2 separate regions of the Mus musculus genome follow, and region 1 is linked to region 2. A link is a contact called in public Hi-C data. All regions are on one chromosome and are shown on one strand. Each heading gives the region's core, a stretch centred on a gene start, on an enhancer-like site or on the middle of the called end of the contact. The rest is flanking DNA. Distances are from core to core; before and after follow the strand shown. Region 1 has its middle 100 kb from the start of Gm52614. Region 2 holds the start of Plppr5 (phospholipid phosphatase related 5).

Region 1 (4,367 bases), core at 1,265-3,764, 180 kb after region 2:
ATACTGAGTCAAGGTGCTTTCCCTCAATAGGTTTATTTTAACACTGAGTGCCATTGTGGCAGGGGCCTATATTTGAAAGTCTGAGGTCTGCCCCAGTACAGGGGAACGCCAGGGCCAAGAAGTGGGAGTGGGTGGGTAGGGGAGCAGGGCAGTGGGAGGGTATAGGGGACTTTCAGGATAGCATTTGAAATGTAAATGAAGAAAACATCTAATTAAAAAGAAGAAGAAGAAAAAAAGAAAGTCTGAGGTCATCTGAAGCTGCATATTCACTTTGAGAGCAGGCTGTGAAATCCTGTATCAAAACCAAAACCAATGAAAAGCAAACTGACGTTAATTATATATATTTTATTCCCAAGTGAATGACGTGGAAATTAATGCTAAAAGTTTTTCTCACAGTGATAAATCTATCATATCTTCAGGTTTGGTGTGTTCTCATGGTGTGTGGTGTTTGTGTCTATGTGTGTGTGTGTCTATGTGTGTGTGTGTGTGTGTCTACTTTTGTGCACCACCATCGTAAGGCTTTTTAACACAGTAATAAAGATCACGTGCCTACAATAGACAGTGTAGACTTAAATGACTGAGGTTGGCTGATCATCAGAATAAAAGAACAAGCATGAGTTCAGGGAAAATATTAAATGTACTTGTCTCCTGGGGGAAATTTTTCTTAATAAGGGACTTCTGCACTTTTGAAATTAAGAGAAGAAGAAGTGCATAAGCTTTGGAGGGGTGTTTAAAGATTTGTTGTAAGAAGCCTAGTAATCCATAACTGACACCACTCACTTCAATCACTCAACGGAGAACCTCCTAACAACTATGTGGTAACTGAGACCAACGGGATGGAGGGAGCCAGCAGAACGGAACATGGATGCAAGGGGTGTGAGTATGGGCACAGTAGACTGCATACATGTATGAAGCTGACAAAAATGTAAAACAAAATATACGTGAAGAACAGAGCTCTACTCGCCAAGAGATTATGCAGATGGAGTGTGATGAAGTTAAGGAAATTTACCAAGGTCACAGCATTGTAAATGTGAGAATTTGGACTGTGAGATGGGACTGTAAATCTCTAGACCCGTGCTTCAAACATTTGACTGAACCACTTCTCTAAGGAAAAGCAAAGTCCAAGAATCAAAACCAGAGGTCTAATTCCTGGAAGGCGTGCAGTAGGGGATGATAAGAGACAGAGTATGCAACTAAAAGAATTTCAGCTTATACATATATACATACACATATACCTATACACACATACACACACACATATAATCTGATACGTCAATAATTTGAACTTCTTTATGTTGCACACACATAAGCACACAATTATGCACACACATACACATATAGGACAGTTTTAAATGTTATGCTAGGCATGAAGCTAACTTTTTTAAACTATGAGTTCATTCTCATGTCATTAGTCAAGAGAGAGGCAAAGCAACATGACTTAGGGACAGTTGGAACTAGAGGGAGGAGAAGATTCACTTGATAAAGTTCTGTAGGGCAAGCATCAGGGACCTCAGCTCAAATTTCCAGCACCCGTGTATGAAGCCAAGCGTTGTGGATTATTTTGTCTCTATTTTCATAAAGCTTTAGAACAATTACTGATGCTATTTTAACGCCAAAGGTGTGGAAAACAAAACTTAGTAGAAATTTGTTATTTTGTCCCACGCTAATCCCTAGAGTCTAGCCATCCCCTGTTAAGCAATGGACACTATCACTGGCCCTACCTGTCACAAGCTTAATCCTGTCTTCCAGAGTTCTAATTCCTCAACCTCCCAGTACTTCAATTTGTTTCTTTTCCCAGACCATCCTCAGGTGAATCATGTAAAGCGGTGGCTGGAGGAGCTCCCAGCTCCTCCTAGTGGCTGGAGTTAACCTTAACATTTACTGAGGCTGGAGTCTTCTGCATCTCTTGCAAACCAGGAATCATTCCCTTGTGGATTTGTCTAGAGGTCTGGCAGGCATTAAACACCTGCATTCAAACCCACCCTGAAGTTCAGAGGCCCCATTAAAGGCCTGACATCTGGAATACACTGGGGCACTCTTGCAACCGGGAGGAGCTTCATGTAGATTAAAATGATAAAATTACCCCCAAATTAATTGGGCAGATGTGGAGCAGAGACACCAGGAGTCTTGTTTTTCAGTATTTTCCTTGCATCCCACTACAATAAGTATCAATGCTTGTTGTCCCAGATAATTATATGGTTTTTCAGCACCAAGGAAACTCCATTTTCCTCTCATTTCTGACACACAGCATTTAGATGCGGTTGCTCTAATAACCTGCTTCCTCCTGAGAACAGAGTGCTCTGTTCCTCCCACTAGCAATTCAGCACAGAAAGCCATTCCATCCACCAAGCCTTATTCTTTTAGGGTTAATTTTTGAAGCATATCTTAATTACAGGAATTTACAGTCTTAGGGGGAAAAAAAAAGCCTGGCTATTTTCAGGCCTGTTTACAAGACCGCAATCTGAAACATTACTCCGAAGCAGCTTGAGCTGATTGCATCTTTCTCCGGAACAGAACATCTCACAGCAGAACATCCATTTGCTGCTGGTTCATCCGCCCTGTGATTAAGGTTTGCATGGAGTCCTGTCCCTGTCTTATTGCAGGCTGAGAAGAGATAAGATGCTCTGGATAAGATGTTACAGTGTGTGCTATTGCAGTTACATTCAGTCTGTTATTAAGCTGATAAGAGCCCAGTCTAATCTGAATTAAAACACCAGAAATATTGGGGATATTGCTACATAGGTCCACAATATTGTAGCCTTTGTAGAGCATATAATGACTGCCACACTCTCCAAGCTGCTCTTCTACATCCTCTTCACACACACACACACACACACAAAACCACCACCACCACCACCAACAACAACAAAAAACCATTCAGAGCTCGACAGAGAAAAGACATTGCTACTGAAATAAATGATTCATTTTCTTCCACGAGCTCTACTCTGAGTACTTAAAAGCATAGAACACAACCTTTTAGAGCACAGGGAAGTTTTAACCAGGAATTCATTCTTGTGCCATTATTCAACAGAAGGGTAAAGCAACGTGCATTTTAGCAATGAGAAGTCATCAGAACTACGGGTGGAGAAGGTTTACTTGATAAAGTGCTGTGGTGCGAGCACTGAGACCTGAGTCCACATCCCCAGCACCCATGTACAAAGCCAAGGATTATAACGTGCTCCAGGGAGCCTATCATTAGGACGCCGGAGGAAGAAGGACACCCGAGGCTTGGCGCTTAGTTAGCTTAGCCGATCAGTGAGCTTCTGGTTTAGTACAAGATTGTTTTCAAAAAATAAGCTGCAAAGATAGAGAATAAGGCACCTGACATTGACGTTTGACCTACACACACACACACACACACACACACACACACACACACGAACACACACACACACACACGAACACACACACACACACACACACACACACGAACACACACACACACACACACGAACACACACACACACACACACACACACACACACACACACACACACACGAACACACACACACACAAAGCAGTACGTTTACCAAATAGGTCAAAATGATAAGACTATAGCTGAAAAGTCCAATGTCTCTTCTCAGCTTATATTGAGACTATCATTAGGGCAATGCTTCATGTGTCTATCTCTTCCTAAAGCAAGTACTATGAAAATTAAAGTGGCTGGCAGGTATACTTATAACATATACCAGTATATTGCTAATATACCTCCATGCTCATGTGTCATTCAAAAGTATTATAAACAAACAAATCACGAGAATTCCTTAAAACAAAACCCCCAAATACCAAGAGACTGTCAAATATTTGCAGACCCTACTATATGCAAATAAGTGTTTTGTTAACAGGTACGTAGTGGTTATTTGGCACTAAATATTTGTTCTTCATTGCCTGTCCAATTTTAGAAAATTATCTCCCTTAAAATATGATGCGTTCTGCCTTCCATAGCTCACAACTCCTCACAGCCATAGGACCTGTCAGCCTTGAGGTCTAGATTCAAGTGTTAAAGGAGCATCACACAAAAAAAGTGAGGCAGGTTAAAACAGGGATCCTGTTCTAACATTTGGGAGCATGTTTGCACAGTGCATTTTATGAAACCATCCTAGACCCTCTAACACTATTTAGAAAAGTTAGCCTTCTTAACATTGTCTCTTGCAAAATTATTTTAAAAAGCTAGTACTGTCCAAATACTCTTTATTTTCCCCCACAGAATCTATGAATAAGCATGATTCCTAGTTGATGAAGACATAAATAATTTATAAGTGGATTTTAAAAACCATGCATTTGCAAACACAGTTGTTGAAGTTATAGAGAGTAATAAAAATGCAGAGAGTATCTAGCAGTAGAGACAGGTTTTGGGAACCCCCTA
Region 2 (4,999 bases), core at 23-2,522:
ACTTTTCATTTGCCACATAACTCACAAATACCCAGTCTTTGCCTGCCCATGGCTATGCTCTTTGTTCCTGTTCTTAGTCTTAGTTCCTGAAGTCTTACATCCTGAATCTTTCGAGTGGCCACATTTTCATACAGTGGTAGCTCACTCACATACATTACTTCTACCGGCCAAAGTTGCCTGCCACACACATCACTAAGAGTGCTCTGAAATAATTAGTTGTTAAATGATATTCTTGATTACATGGTGGCCCATCTCACACCTATTTAATATTCAAGAAATTCAGTGCTGTTACCATCCCATCCTCAAAATCAGTGATTTGCCTAATCAAAACTGTCGTTTTGGGTTTATGTTGTATTTTCTTGTTGATAAAGGCCCACCTCCAAAAGCCACCATGTTACAGCCTATTAGATGTATGAACATCCCAGAAATCCTGGTAAGTAATTCCAGATTCTAAGGAAAAGAGCAGAGCTCTTAAGGTTATTTTTCTCTCCTTATCTTCTGCACATGCTTTTTTCTCTGCCTGGTGTGAGCAGGGTCAGGGTAACTTGAAGATATTGCTTGGGTGCAGAGCTTACGAGTCATTGCAGGATGGGCTCTGCATACATATAGCTCCTAAGCTACTTAAATATCCACGCACACGCGTGGACATCTACGTAAGACTGCATTGTGTGTGCTTGTGCTATGACTCTGTGTGGGTCTTCTGACCTCAGAGGAATCCCTGCAATTCCCTGAACTCTGGAAATAGCAAGATGAGGCACATAGTTCTTTCCCTGTCCTTGGTGACTGGTACCCCTGGGTCCCAAGAATCTGCAATGCCTCATCTCCCAAGCAGCTAATCAGAGGAGACTGTGAAGATGAGAAAGGCTATACGTGGAACCAACCAGGAAAGAGCCGGTTTGCCCAAGATGATGCCTCTAAAGCTAGGAACCTTGAATCTGTTGATTTACTTACAAAGCCTTGGGAAACTGGAAGGGAGGCAAAGCCACCCAGAATCTAAAATCCTCTGAGATAATTTCTGTCATCGCCTTGGAAGCCACACTGCTCTGGCTGCTCTCCAGCGCTGGAGGGGTCACAGAGTCCAGGCAGTGCTGTGAGCAGAGACAGAGACTGCAATTCGGCGGCGCCACCCGGACACTTTGCGTTCCGGTGGGCTTTGCGCTCTGAAGATGTGTCCCCGCACCTTCTTCCCAGGCGCTGTGCGGGAGGTCTGAAACAGCCCAGCTGGTGACTCGAAAGGGAGTTTCTAGAAGCTCCATCTCTGCTGCCTCCCCTCCCCTTCAGATTTGGAATTTTACCCTCTCCAGGCAGCTGCTCCAGCTATACAACATCCGCCCGCCCTCCGAGGGGACGAGGTGCCACCGACGCCGCTTGCCTCGGGCCGGTCCGAGGGCTTGACCACAGTGCCGCGGTGTCGCGGATGCTCCCGAGCTGGGGCTGGGGACTCCCCGCCCTTGCGCGCGACCCCGCGGCCGGGCAGGCGGCGCTTGCAGCGGGCAGGGGGCGGGCAGGGCAGATGGGACTCGTCCGGGGGTAGCCTCCTCCTCTGCATCCTGCCCGCGCATCCCGAAGCCCAGTCGCATCCTCCGCCTCTGCCTCGGCGGCTGCCAGCCTCCGCCTCGCGCCACCTCGGCCTGCCGCCGCCCCCGCCGCCGCGCCCCCGGTGGCTGTGCCTCGGCGGAGCCCGGAGGGGGCCTGTGGCGCGTCGACCGCCCGCTCGGCTCGGCTTGGCCAGGAGGCGTGCATGCCCCTGCTGCCCGTGGCGCTCATCAGCAGCATGCTCTATTTCCAGATGGTGATCATGGCAGGGACGGTGATGCTGGCTTACTACTTCGAATACACAGACACGTTCACTGTGAACGTGCAGGGATTCTTCTGCCACGACAGCGCCTACCGTAAGCCCTACCCGGGCCCAGAGGACAGCAGCGCGGTGCCCCCGGTGCTCCTCTACTCGCTGGCCGCTGGCGTCCCGGTGCTTGTGGTAAGCTCCGGGCTGCTAGCCCTCTCTTGCCTTCAGCAGGTTGAGACTCAGCCGGGAGGACCAGGCAATACCAGCCTTCACCATCTAAGTTCCTCTAACTTGGTGGCAGTCCTCTTCCCCCAGAGGACATTCTTCTGGGGAGCATGGGGGTGGGTGAGAAGAAAGCACCCCTGTCTCTCCAAACCACCCCTGCACCCTCTGCTTGAGCCTGCAGGCTGGGTGGCTCAAAGACGGGGAATAGACCTGCAGAAGGTGTAGGGTGGGTGGCAGAGATAGGAAGGGAGTGAGCCTCTGAAACAAATAGACTTGGTCCCTTCTGTGGTCCTGTCTAACGGGTCTTGGTTCTGAATTTTGGTAGGAAGGGAAGCAGCAGCTTGGGGTGGGGTAAAGGAATCAGATGCTGGGATGGGGAAGTGACCCCAGTCAGCTGAGGCTGGGGTACATGCTCCTGTTTTATCTGCCTCCTTTCCTTCCTGATGAAAAGAGTCTGATGCATTAGGCCGAAGATCGGCTCACAAGTATCTAAAAATGTCTTTGGGCATCTGTAAAAGAAGAAGCCTCAGCAACAGGACTTTGCTGAAAAGCAGGAGCAGAGGAACCTGCAGCACAAGAGCACTTTAGATTTATTTAAAGGCTATCCTCTCCTTGGACTACACTAGCACTAGCACTAGCACGTCCTCTCTTCCTCGCTGGATTTAAAGTTTCTCTCCTCCCTCTTCTCTGCCTGTAGGTCTTTCTGCCTCTCTCTCTCACTCTCTCCTTTCCTAGTGTGTGTGTGTGTGTGTGTGTGTGTGTGTGTGTGTGTGTGTGTGCATGTGTGGTGAGACAGGGAGAAACAGAGAGGCAGAGACAAAGAGAGAGACAGAAAGACAGAGAGAGGGAGAGAGGGAGAGGCAGAGAAAGAGACAGAGACATGACAAGACTATGTAAGACTATATAGAATGGTCTCACACACAGGGGATGTAACTCTTGAGCTAATAATTACATCACAATATACATATATGAACACAATCCAAAGATTTTGTTTTGTTTTGTTTTGTTTTTTGTTTTGTTTTGTTTCTTGGTGGCAGATGAGTGATGTTTCTTTGGAGACCAACCTCACTACGGTTCCTTTACATTGACAAAATATCTGAGGTTCCCTTCCCATGATGCTCCATCTTCTTTCTTTCTTCCCTCTCTCCCACTCACCACAGAAGGAATAGGAAGTGAAGTTAGAGAATGAAAGGGAAGGCAAGGGAACTTGGGCTTTTATTTTCCATAGCTGAACTGGGGAATCCCGATAAGTGTATCGGCTTCATTCATTCTTAAAAGTCTTTTCTCCCCTAGTCAGGGAAGTGATTTAAGAAATTTCAAAATGAAAAGTTCTTACCACAAAACTGGAATAATATAAACAAAGCGAGCAAGTTCTTGCTAGCTTCTAAGTAACTCTGTTTCTCATACACAGAATGATTTCAACCTCAGCTTGAGGGTGATGGTTGGGGGGGGGCGGTGTTAAGACTTCCTTGTCCTCAAAAGCCTTTACTTTGTTATTGTTTTTGACACTGGATTTGCTAAAATGTGTCAGAAATCCTCAATGCAGTTTCAAGCTCCAGTTCTCTCCCTCCCAGTTTGAAAAGTTGCCAGAGCAAAAGCTGGCCTAGTTTCTGGGGACTTTTGCCTCTGCAGCTTCTGTGTTTTCAGGCACATGCTTTCTAGGAGACTAAATAGCTCAGAGATTTTTTTTTTTTGATTTTTTTTTTAAAGGAAAATGCCTACTGCTTTGGGGTCATTGATTTATTTGCAACCACAATCAGTAAATTCTGTGACTTTTATTTCGGTAATGGCCATTCAGTGTCTTCAATGAGATAGTGCTTGTGAGTCTCGAACCAACTATCCTTGGTGGCAGGTGCCAGTTTAGAGTTGAGGGCACATTGGTCCAAGATTTTGGTGATTCCTCGCTTAGAGGAGACCTAGGGAGAACCTAAGAAGGGGAAGGGAGCTAACCACTGAGTGGAACTGAGCTGTTTCAGTCACGTGCATGGAAGGAACAGCCTTTCAGGAGATCTTACCTTGCCTTACGGTAAGAGGAAACATGTCATGACTGGAAACATCATGAAATGACAGCAAAAGGTAGATCTATCTGGTGTTCATATATCCAGAGGACTAGTGCCAAGTGCCAAGTACCAAGCTCCTGCTACACCCAAAGAACATCCCTGAAAGATGGGAGCTGCCTGCTGGGCCTGAAGTGCAGTGACAGAAAACGTAGAAATTGGTGAAAGGGAGGCTCCAACTTGGCTTTCTTCTTTTGACCATTAGTTCTCAGATATGTATGAATAGATTTAAGACTCAATGTGAAGAGAAGGAAGTGTTGAGTTTTGGTTGACTGGACTCTGTTTCATTCTCTGCTCACAGGAACGGTGCATTCTGTTAGGACGTGATAAGCCAAAACAGCAGTGGCAGCTGTTTTTGCTCCATTCTTGTCAAGAACATGGCCTTAAGCATAGCATACCCGTTTCTCTGGAGAATAGCATCAACATCAGCAATACCCAACCAAAGGGGAATTAGTACTTTATTTTTGGATACTTGAGAATATCCTCCACACACCAATGGGGGAACCCAGTAATGTTTGTATCATCTCTGAGATCCGCTCATATTATTTTCATAAAATATTTTGTTTTCATTTTGTTATTTCTTTTCTATGAGTCTTTAGCTTGCATGTATGCCTGTGTGCCACATACATGCCTGGTGTCCAAAGAGGCAAGAAAAAGGTTTCGGACCCCTGGGTCTAGAGTTATAAACAATTATGAGCTGCCACGAGGGTGCTGAGAATTGAATCTAGCTCCTCTTGAAGAGCAGACAGTGCTCTTAACCACAGAGTCATCTCTCCAGCCCTTTCATGAAAACATTTTGGGAAGCAGGTGCTGAGCTCAAGGACCAAAGTTAAAAGGTAACCCTAATGCCCTACTGATTTTAACCCTAGTCTATCAAACTTCAAAGTCTATATTCTTTCTGTTATAATACATTAATTCAATCTGCTCATAA

Evidence for each region. Hi-C and Micro-C count contacts between places; a contact is called where the count stands out from the background.
Region 1: a contact with region 2 is called in a Hi-C map of the N1E-115 cell line, with 2.5 times the contacts expected there. The contact joins the enhancer-like site here to the promoter of Plppr5 in region 2. A contact is called at or near these places in 1 of 39 promoter capture datasets (hippocampal neurons), 2 of 484 Hi-C or Micro-C datasets (the N1E-115 cell line and cerebral cortex), 1 of 115 datasets of contacts at active chromatin or transcription factors (neural progenitor cells) and 2 of 9 other capture datasets (adipose tissue and liver).

Annotation. Positions count from the first base shown.
Region 1 is chr3:117,749,992-117,754,358 of GRCm38.p6, forward strand. No RefSeq gene overlaps it. Among named protein-coding and RNA genes, the nearest start is that of Gm52614, 100 kb to the right of the region's middle. Within about 2 kb of position 2,515, at least 17 of the 459 cell types and tissues checked have an H3K27ac peak or open chromatin away from gene starts, as enhancers often do. A contact at or near this core is called in the N1E-115 cell line, where this site is marked.
Region 2 is chr3:117,573,955-117,578,953 of GRCm38.p6, forward strand. Plppr5 (phospholipid phosphatase related 5) reads left to right here and starts at 1,273. Exons shown (of 6, transcript NM_029425.3): 1 at 1,273-1,978. The coding sequence starts at 1,742.